2 separate regions of the Rattus norvegicus genome follow, and region 1 is linked to region 2. A link is a contact called in public Hi-C data. All regions are on one chromosome and are shown on one strand. The core of a region is the stretch at or near the end of the contact, and the rest is flanking DNA. Distances in the headings are between cores, read along the strand shown. Region 1 holds the start of Rgma (repulsive guidance molecule BMP co-receptor a). Region 2 has its middle 330 kb from the start of Rgma.

Region 1 (4,668 bases), core at 2,149-4,648, 330 kb after region 2:
ACCTGCTGAGCCAGCTCAGCGGTCCTCATAAACTAACTTAAAATAATCACTACCTCGGCGTCCATTTTTAGACCTGATGTCAATCATTTGAAATTCGGTTGTTTCTTGCCACCTTTGACCTGGTTAAAACATCTCGCTTTCGTGTGGTTTTCTGCTATACAGCCTGCATGTTCCTCATTCCAATTACCCGCAAACCCAACACACCCTACAGCTGCTGGCTTCGATAAAATCTAATTGATGATATCTGGAAATGCCGCTATGTCCCTCCCTTCCGCATTTGCATCTTTTAGCAGATCACTGCTTCGTGGTGTCACTTCTTGGTTGGAGGGGAAGGCCCACAGGCTGACCAAAAGTAGCATTTGGAAATGCAGATTTTACAGGGCGGGGTCTACTGGATGGAGGCGGAGCCTTCCACTCAGAAAAATCCCTTTACTCTTGTTTTCCACTACAGGTGCCTAAGAGCAAAGATGGTTTTGCAATCTGGATTTCCATGCAGGGTCCAGCCCAGGGCCTGATGGTGAAATAAGTGTTTAACACAATACCCTAAAAGGGCAAGTTCCCAGCACCTGTTGCCTTCCGTGGTGTCACTAGGGCCAGGGGTGACCAGAGTGGCTCTCTTAGCTGGGTTTTGGGAGGGTTCTGACTCGGTACAGAGTCCCGACCTACATTTCTACAACTCTGAACTCGAATTTATCAAAAAAGATAGCGAAGTAGGGTACTCCGAGCCGGAAGAGATGGCCCTGCCATGTGCCTGTTTTGTCAATCAGGCAAGAAGGAATCTTTCCTTTACTCATCTTGAATTCACTTCCTGAGGTTGCCTTCTCCCCCAGCAGGTGCCACCACTCATTTGCAACAGACAGAAACAGCAAATTGCTCCACACCCCGGGATCTTTGCCAGCTTTCCCGCCCGCTGGCGTGGTGCTCGGAGGAGAACCGCCTCCCGGTTGCGCCAACGCGGGACACTTCTCGCCAGCCGTTGACTCTTCTCTCACCTAACCGCTGCAGCGAGGGCAAGCTGGCGACCGGCCTCTCCGCTGGGAACAAACCTTTCTTCTCACAAAAGGAAGGAAAGAGTGGTCTGGAAGGGGTAGAAGCCTCAGCTGTCTTTCTATGAAGCCACATTTTTAACCCTCCCTCTGCTGTTCTGTGTATCAGATGAGAAACTGGGGTCCGGTGTGGTGGCGCACGCCTTTAATCCTAGCACTCGGAAGGCAGAGAGGTATGCAAATCTCTGCGTTCGAGGCTAGCCTGCTGCCTAGAGCAAAATCCAGGGCAGCGTTGGTTACACAGATAAACCAAAAGGGAGGAGGGGGAAGAGGAGAGGGAGGAGGAAGGGGAGGAGGGGGAGGAGGAAAATCTACTACAAATATACCTGTGACTTCCAAGTCCAAGTTTGCTACCTCTGTATTCAAACAAACAAAAACCCAAATTAGCCTATTTCCTGTTCCTAAGGAATTCAGGGTTAAAAGAAAAAGAAAAGTTCCCTGGAGGTTTAGATTAGGAATGTTTCTAGGTTGTTCTTGAAGCCATGCACAGTTCTTATTGACACACTCAACACACCCGTGCATGGCCTTATTTAAAGTCGGTGCTTATGGGCGTATTTAAGCTGCCTGTGCAGAGAATTCTGTGGCAATCGTGTATGGAATGAGTGGCATTAATATTCCTTGTCTTCACTGGCCACACTCACCAAGGTAAATAACTCTGGCTGGCTTTCTCCACTGACCCAAGCTTGAACTGAGATTAAACCCTCTTGGTCTAGGAAGTGGGTTGTTTGTACCCCCAAAAGAGAAAAACCTATTGACTACTTTCTAACAGTGACTTTTGAAAATTAGGTCTATATTGTGAAATGTTGGGCCCGTCCAAAGAGCATTTTAAAAACAAGGGGTACAAGGGGTGCGGGGATGACCCAAGTGATAACAATTATTCTGCCTCTGTTCTACACCAGGCTCTCCTGGATGCTGAGGATGGCACGATGAGCCCAAGGAGTGGTTCCTGATCACTTAAGTATGATGAGAAGGCCACAGATAAAGGTGTAATTACACATTGATGTCAGAGCTGAGAAAAACAACCCCTGGGATTTGAGGATTGGGGATTGGGTTGGGGGAGTGTCCCCAGGCATAGGATGATGGAATATATGAAAAGGAAATGCAAACTCACTCTCTCTCTCTCTCTCTCTCTCTCTCTCTCTCTCACACACACACACACACACACACACACACACACACACACACACACACTTCCTTATTTATAGACAAGGAAACTGAGGCTCAAAAGACCTAAAAGATTTGTCCAAGGTCGGGGCTAATTATAGAAAGGGGCCAACGCCCAATCCCTTCCTGCTAAAAACACACGGAGCTTATTTATAGCTCAGTTATAGATTATCCGAATTCATTTGGCCAGTAAAATGCAGAACATTGAGTTCAAAACCGCATCCCTTAAGATCATAAATAACGATGAGGGTCTTAATACTGACGATACCTTTTCATTAAACAGAGTTCTCATCCTATCAAAATTCCAGCGCTTGGTTCAGATTAAGAGACGATCAGGTCATAACCCTGTATAAAATATCCTGGCAGCTAAAATGTTCAGTGCTAATTTGAGTGTGAGCTGCGTGTCCCGGCTGACTTCACACCCCAGCTAGAGTTTCAGACCTATACGTGGCGTTGGGGTGAGACCCAGAGATGAGCCGCTAGCGGCTGGCTGTGCTCTCCACTGTGTGTGTGAGTTGCATGAAGAATCCTTTTGAGAAGCCGGGGAGTTTCCTCTGGCAATCTATGCGAGGAGGGGGCGGGGCGGGTGTGTGCGAGGTGGGGGTGGGAGGGAGACGCTGTGACCGGAGGTTACCTCTGAAGCTGGACCGCAATGGGAGGGCGTGCGAGACAGTCTTTTTACTCCAGACTCTGCCTGTAATTTTAGTCGAGTGTATTCGCGCACTCTACATGCAATATACATATTATTTATTTTTTCCAATAAGATTCTTAAACAAGAGTAAAATCCTTATAGAAAAAAGGTGGGTCTCGGCAGATGTCAATATTTATCCACGATTAGAAACCTCTAACCACCGTAGGCCCCCAGGTTGAAAACGTGGATTCCAAGCCATCTTGCCCAGGGTTAGGAAAGTTGAATACGTTAGCGGGAGGGAGGGTCGCTGCACTTGCTGCTCCCACCTTGGGATCGTGAGCCCGCGGGGAAGTGTGCGCTTTTTGGCAGGCACACCCCCAGGTCCTCACACACCCACTAGCGCGGATCAGCAAGGGTGGGACCGCGACGGGGCGGAGCCTTTGGAACCCAGACCCCACCTCTCCCGCCCCTCCCTCCGCCCCGCCCGCGCTCGCCCCCCGCCCGCTCCCGGGGCGCCGGGCCCGCCCCCTCCCTGCCGCGCGCAAACGAACCTCGCGACGCCGCGCTCAGCGGTGGCGGTGGCGGCGACAGGCCGGGCGAGGCAGCAGGTTAGCCCGGGCCGCCCTACTCTGCAGGCTTCTCGGAAGTACAAGCTGCGCCGCCCGAGCCCTGCGCCCGGGAAGCACTGGCCAGCGGGCCGCTCCTGAGGCCCGCTCCTCCAGGCGCTCGCAGGCATGCAGCCGGGGAGCAGGCGGAGTGCCCCGGGCCGCTACTGAGTCCGCGGAGCTGAGGGGATCAGCTCCAGCCGTGCCCCTCCCACCTCACCCAGGGCCCCACGAGCGACCGCCCTACACCTGGTCTTCGCGCGCAGCCCCGCCAGTGCCAACCCCCCGCGGGCTGGAGGGGCTCATGCAGCCGCCAAGGTAAGCGTGGACCGAGGGGCACGGGGTCCTGAGGTCCCCAAGGCGCTGCGGACACTTGCGCTCAGCCACCTCATGATCAGTGACTCCTCAACCCGGTGTCTCATCTCACACACTTAGGTCTTTGCCTCAGATGAATCGCCTTCGCTCTTGGCAGCAGGAAAGTTTTGTGGTTTGGTGGTTTTTTTTCTTTTTTTTTTCCCCCTAAAATGCTGCCCTGCGGGCAGCAGGCGTTGCGCGTGGCTGGACAGACTCGGTGCCTGTCCCACCCGCTGTGTACCGGCCTGGAGCTCTCTCCTGCGCGGCCACCTCCTCCTAGGGCGAGAGCCCCCTCGACCCACAGAGCTCTTGACACATCTGGTCATCCCTCTCACCCACCCTGAAGCCCGATTCGCTCGCTTCATCCAGGCCAGGATTGCAGAGGCTAGAAATGAACGCACCTGCCGGGGGTTGCGGGGTGTCGACATTGTACAGTGTGAGTGACCCTTGTCTAGGAGCGTCCGGTGTGCCAGACTTGGGGTGGGTGCTAAGGGGTGAGAGTCCCAAAAGGTCCGACGTTCCTAAGAGGAAGGCAAGGCACCGCGAGGACTCAGCGCCTGACTTGAGCCATGGCTCATCCCTGAGTATAACTAGGGAAGAGGGACAGGTGTATTGGGGGGCCGGTGCAAATATGAAAGACGCTTGGATGCAACTCTCGATTGCATCTTATTAAAGTATAGTTGCATTAGATTTTCTCGGGGGGAGAGTCAATTTCCCGAGACTGAGATTTTAATGGGAGCCTGTGTGCTGTTATTATGTGGTGTGGTTTCGGAAGGCGTTGGATTGTATTTATTTTATAAATTGGGTGTCTTGAGGCGGATGGATTCGGGGAAATATCGCCATCTAGCGGAAATGGTGATCTGTACCT
Region 2 (4,691 bases), core at 1,159-3,658:
GTGGCTACCAAAGCTAACTGAGTTCAGGATCCGCCCACATCTTTGGCAGAGATGATGAGAGTCTTTGTTCAAGCACGTATATAATTCGAACAAAACTTTACTGAGTCTCTAATGGGTGTTCGGTATTGAGCCAGGCAGGCAGCCATCTGGTAGAGCATACTTGGATCTACTAGCCATATCTACTACTGATTTTGAACTGTTCATAAACCATCTCACATTTTTCCAAAAATAAAACAATGTGTGATAATCAACCCACTTCCATTTCTCTCTGAGTTGCCGATCCAATGAGTATTTAAACATTTGATCTGTACTAAGTATTTTCCTAGATTCTGAGAACTCCACAATGTTTAGAATCCAGTCTTTGACCTTAAAAACCACCATGTAAGTGCTTTCGATGATTTCAATTAAATGAGGCCACCACAATAATTCTTATAGAATCAAAATGCTATAAAAATTTCCAGGGGTGAGTAGGGGAAAGGGATTTAACTTTTAAGGGGATATTAACAATTTTATCTGGTCTATCAAATAGGAATTGTAGCTTCCAGAACAAAGAAAATCAAAGGGTCTCTCTATCTGACATGAAGTGATGTTCTGCAGAGGACCAGGGGTACAGGGGGACCCAGGGAGGAGTCGTCTTGCGTGCGTGTGAGACCGGTGTGCTTGGTGCAGACAACTGAACACCTACAAAGCAAGGCACCCACAGAAAAACCTTGGCAACTATGCCAAGGAGTCCAGACTCCATTCACTGAACAATGGGAGTGCTTTTATCAGACCAGGCCTAGAAAAAAAAATGTAAATAAATCACACAACTGCAAGCCAGTGCACAACAAAGGGCCATGTCACTTTGCTTGGAAAATGAGAAACCATTATACCTTACCTGTGGTTCGCTTCTCATCGCTTCATGAATATATTCACCAGCCTCACGAAATATGAAAATGAAAGCGAGCTCAATGTCTGATGCTGTGATACCCTTGAAGTCTAACTGTAACAAAAGCAGCTGTGTATGACTTTTGAGAAAGTGGAGAGAACAAATCACATGTACAGATGCATACTGTAGGGCACCCTGGGAGCAGGAGCCCAGGCCTAAACAATGGAATGGCCAGGGGAGCTGCCTCTGCACTTTCTCCGACATGCACGACATCTTCCCACTAGAGTGTTACTGTAACTGATACCTGAGCCCTGATGAACACAGAGGGATCGTAGGTGTCCTTCCTAATTCCAGGTCATCCTCTTCCACTCCAGTCTAGAGTCAACCTTGAAGCATCTTCATACAACTCGCTTTGGGAAGGATAACAAATCAGTTTCTTCCAAAGGGTATCGCTAGGCAGGGAGAGACACCAGCATCAATAGGTGGGAAATTCCAGTGCAACTCCAGTGTCTAATGACCTACCGGTGTCTTGAATGCAAAATGACAGATTTCACAAAATTTGACCCATTCCACGTCAAAATACTGTTAAAAGAGGGTAGAAGCTATTTAATTAATCCATGTTTGGTGATCTCACCCATAAAACATCAACAGTGGCTCCTAGTCCGTTGAACCCTTGAGCTTCTAGGAACTGCTTCGGACTTGGTCTTAAGGGTTTTCAAGTTGGATTGTCTTTGCTACTGATTGGCAAACGACTAGGTAACTTAAATGAACTCATTAAGACCCACAGAACTCAGTAGCAAAGAGAGGTTAATTTCCCTGCCTCCTATATTTGCTGTTGGTATTTAATAAAGGAAGCTGACCTGTTTTAGAAACCACGGCCATTTATAATCACAAAAGGATCAGATAAAATATCAAATAGGTTCTTAACCCTCGAGCGAGTTGCCAAGCACTGCATTCTTAAGTATAAAGCTTGATCTCTTCTGCAGCCCAACCCCGCCCCCACTTTTTGTACTTTCCATGATCGACCTTTAACCTCTTGGGGGCTTGGAGGCTGTCTCCTTTTGTAGTCAGTCGAGGAAGACCTGAGAAGCAGTCAGAGCAGCCTTAGCTGCCTTGCACTGAGCATATTGACAAATGAACCTGAAGGCCCAGGCGCTGAGGCACAAATGCCCAAGACCCACTTAGTGTAAAAGGTAGGGTGGAGGAGTGAGACCCACTCCACGTTACCTGTGGGACTTCTGAGGTTTCATTGAACCAGTTTGCACGAGCCTCTGCTCTGAGCCAAAGCTCAGGCCAAGACTCCCTCCATGAAAGCCAGATCGAACCTTTCTAGGTTAATGACACATGAAGGAGAACTTCACTATAGTTTCTGATGACATTTCAGTTTCTAACCCAAGTCCACTCGTGACTCTGGCTCCTTTAAACTTCCAGGCTCTCTAAAGCACACAGTCTTCTTCTGACTGACCCCTGATGTATCACACACAGGCTTAGCCACAAAGAGAGAAAACTTGCTGACCAAACATGGCTCGGATGCACTCACCCTTTGACCTTGTCTTAAAACATTGTGTGAGACACCTACTGAATCTCAAGTCAATCCAGAGCATGAGAACATGAGAATGAAAGTCACAGCTGGAATTTTCCAAGGAGACTAGAGGGGTTCCTTCGCAAACGGTAAGATTTACATGCTTAATTTAATAGGAACATCTTGCCCTAAATGTTATAAAAGAAAAAAAAAATGAAGGGAGGAGGAATGGAGAGAGAGAGAGAGAGAGAGAGAGAGAGAGAGAGAGAGAGAGAGACTAGAAAAGGAAAGACACACAAACACATGAATCATTTGCAAGTGAAAACCAGCACTTATTCTTATTTTGGGGCATCTCCCATGAGAACATCGCTTTATTTCACAGACAGGGAGAAAAAGAGTAATATTTCAGTTCAGCTCCAGGCACAGAGGGGGCCAAAAGGCAAGTCCCACAGAAGAACATCTGGTTGGCAAACGCTGAGGAACACAACACCTGCAAGCTCCTCGTGTGTTTACGCAGTAACTGCTTGTCCATTATCCACACAAAATATGTTCTGGGGCTGGAAATGAGGGCTCCGTGCCAACAAAGTCTGGAGCGATAAGGCGGCCTGTTTATCTTGGAATTCCCTGTCCTTGCATGGGCGGGCCGCCCTCAGCCAAGCCGACTTTGGAACATTTTTTTGTGCCTAGCGCCTCTGCTGAAACTTCGACAAGTTTGGAACTGGAGACTGGGGAAAGGGCGTTGGAGAATGCGAGCGTGAAGAATGACTGCTGGGCCTCGGGATTCGTTTGTGCTATTATTTACTCGTGTGTGAAGATTTTCTGGCACAGCCCTTTCATTTCTGAGCCTCTGGAAGCAGTTGCATGTATCAAAAACATCACCAAAACAAGCCATCTGAACACCCACACTTACAGGAAACCTTACCCCGGAGACTCAGATTCTTCTAAAAGCACAAGGCCTGCCGTTTGCGACTCTGTCCTTGGCAGCTGGGGTTGGGAGCCCCAGCACAATTTATTGTGTCTTCCTTTGAAGCGCACAAGAGGCTTGGCTGGAAGACGTGTGATGGCTCCCAGGGCAGAAAAGTCTGCACCATCAGTCAAATCCTACTCTTGTGGGTTGGGGTCAAGCCCTACACTAACCCCGGCACCACCCTGAGTCAAAATTACTGCCACGATGAATGCTATTGGCTTGGGGAGAAGTGAAAAGCTAGAATGTGGAGGTGAGAAGAGAGGTGTGGGGAAAACAGCCAACTTCCTGGGTATTGGGATTCCAGTTTTTGCCGTGCTTTTTCTCACAACTCAAATCTCCTCAGCTTATAGTCTAGAAAAAGAAGGGAATTTTCCAGGGTCAAGTTACTTAGCCAAGTGGTTTCCTTTAGGGTCTGTCTGTCTGGGGCCTGCTATACCTTAAAGTCTATCATGACTGAAGGACAAGGTGGATGCATCGTTAGTCCCCTGCCAACACTCTCAACAGGTCTAGATTGCCTCTCTGTGTCAAAGGTCTTTGCCTGGTTCGTAGAATAAAGTTAAGGAGTGAGGAAGTGTGATATACAGGAGTAGAAGGAGCAGGAACCAGTGTTGCTTTGAACTGTGTCTAAAGCATTATCCTTATACAGAATTAATTATACACTGCCCTCATTCAGAATTACACATTTCCAAGCATACAGCTCTTCCTCCTCATGCCTCGTCCTGAGTATTTTAACCCAATTCCCCTTCTGCCTGCTGCTTGCTATATGTCTGAAGACCGGTTTTCTGATCATTAGACATCTTGATTTGTATTTGAGCTTTTACGTTCCCTGACTTCTATGTAGAATGCACTCCAGATGTATCCGATCTAACATGGGATCTCTATGGCTCAGCTGACCTTTATTGTTTTATAATGCTTGGTCCTCCAAAGAGACCATGTCCTAGTAGAATGACCTAGTGGCGATGTAAACCAGTCACACGATCTCTTCCTAAGTGAAAGTACTTCCTATCGCTCGAATTTGTAGTCATTTATTTAAAATCTGTTTATCCCCAGACACTCTGCCTAGCAACAGCATCTCCCTGACCCTCAGCAACGCAGTGTATGTGAGACTAGGCTTAATGATGGTCAAGAGTTTATGGTGCTTCAGAAACCAGAAGCCTTGAACCAGACCAACAGTTTGTTGCAATGAATATTTGCATGTAAATTTGTTTGAGAAAAAAAATATATATGTATGTATGTATATATATGACATGCTGCAGTTTCCAGTAGTACTGTGACAAAGAAGTAAGTAATGGAAAGATAGAAGAGATAGAGGAACTGAGCGATGAAGACGCAGT

The links. A called contact is a pair of places that touch in the nucleus more often than the background predicts.
Region 1: a Hi-C map of mammary epithelial cells shows a contact between it and region 2, with 1.7 times the contacts expected there. The contact joins the promoter of Rgma here to the enhancer-like site in region 2. A contact is called at or near these places in 4 of 12 Hi-C or Micro-C datasets (the A7r5 cell line, frontal cortex, mammary epithelial cells and 1 more).

Annotation. Positions count from the first base shown.
Region 1 is chr1:136,535,384-136,540,051 of GRCr8, forward strand. It overlaps Rgma (repulsive guidance molecule BMP co-receptor a), which reads left to right and starts at 3,399. Exons shown (of 4, transcript NM_001107524.1): 1 at 3,399-3,764. The coding sequence starts at 3,751.
Region 2 is chr1:136,206,778-136,211,468 of GRCr8, forward strand. No RefSeq gene overlaps it. Among named protein-coding and RNA genes, the nearest start is that of Rgma, 330 kb to the right of the region's middle. Within about 2 kb of position 2,409, at least 12 of the 93 cell types and tissues checked have an H3K27ac peak or open chromatin away from gene starts, as enhancers often do.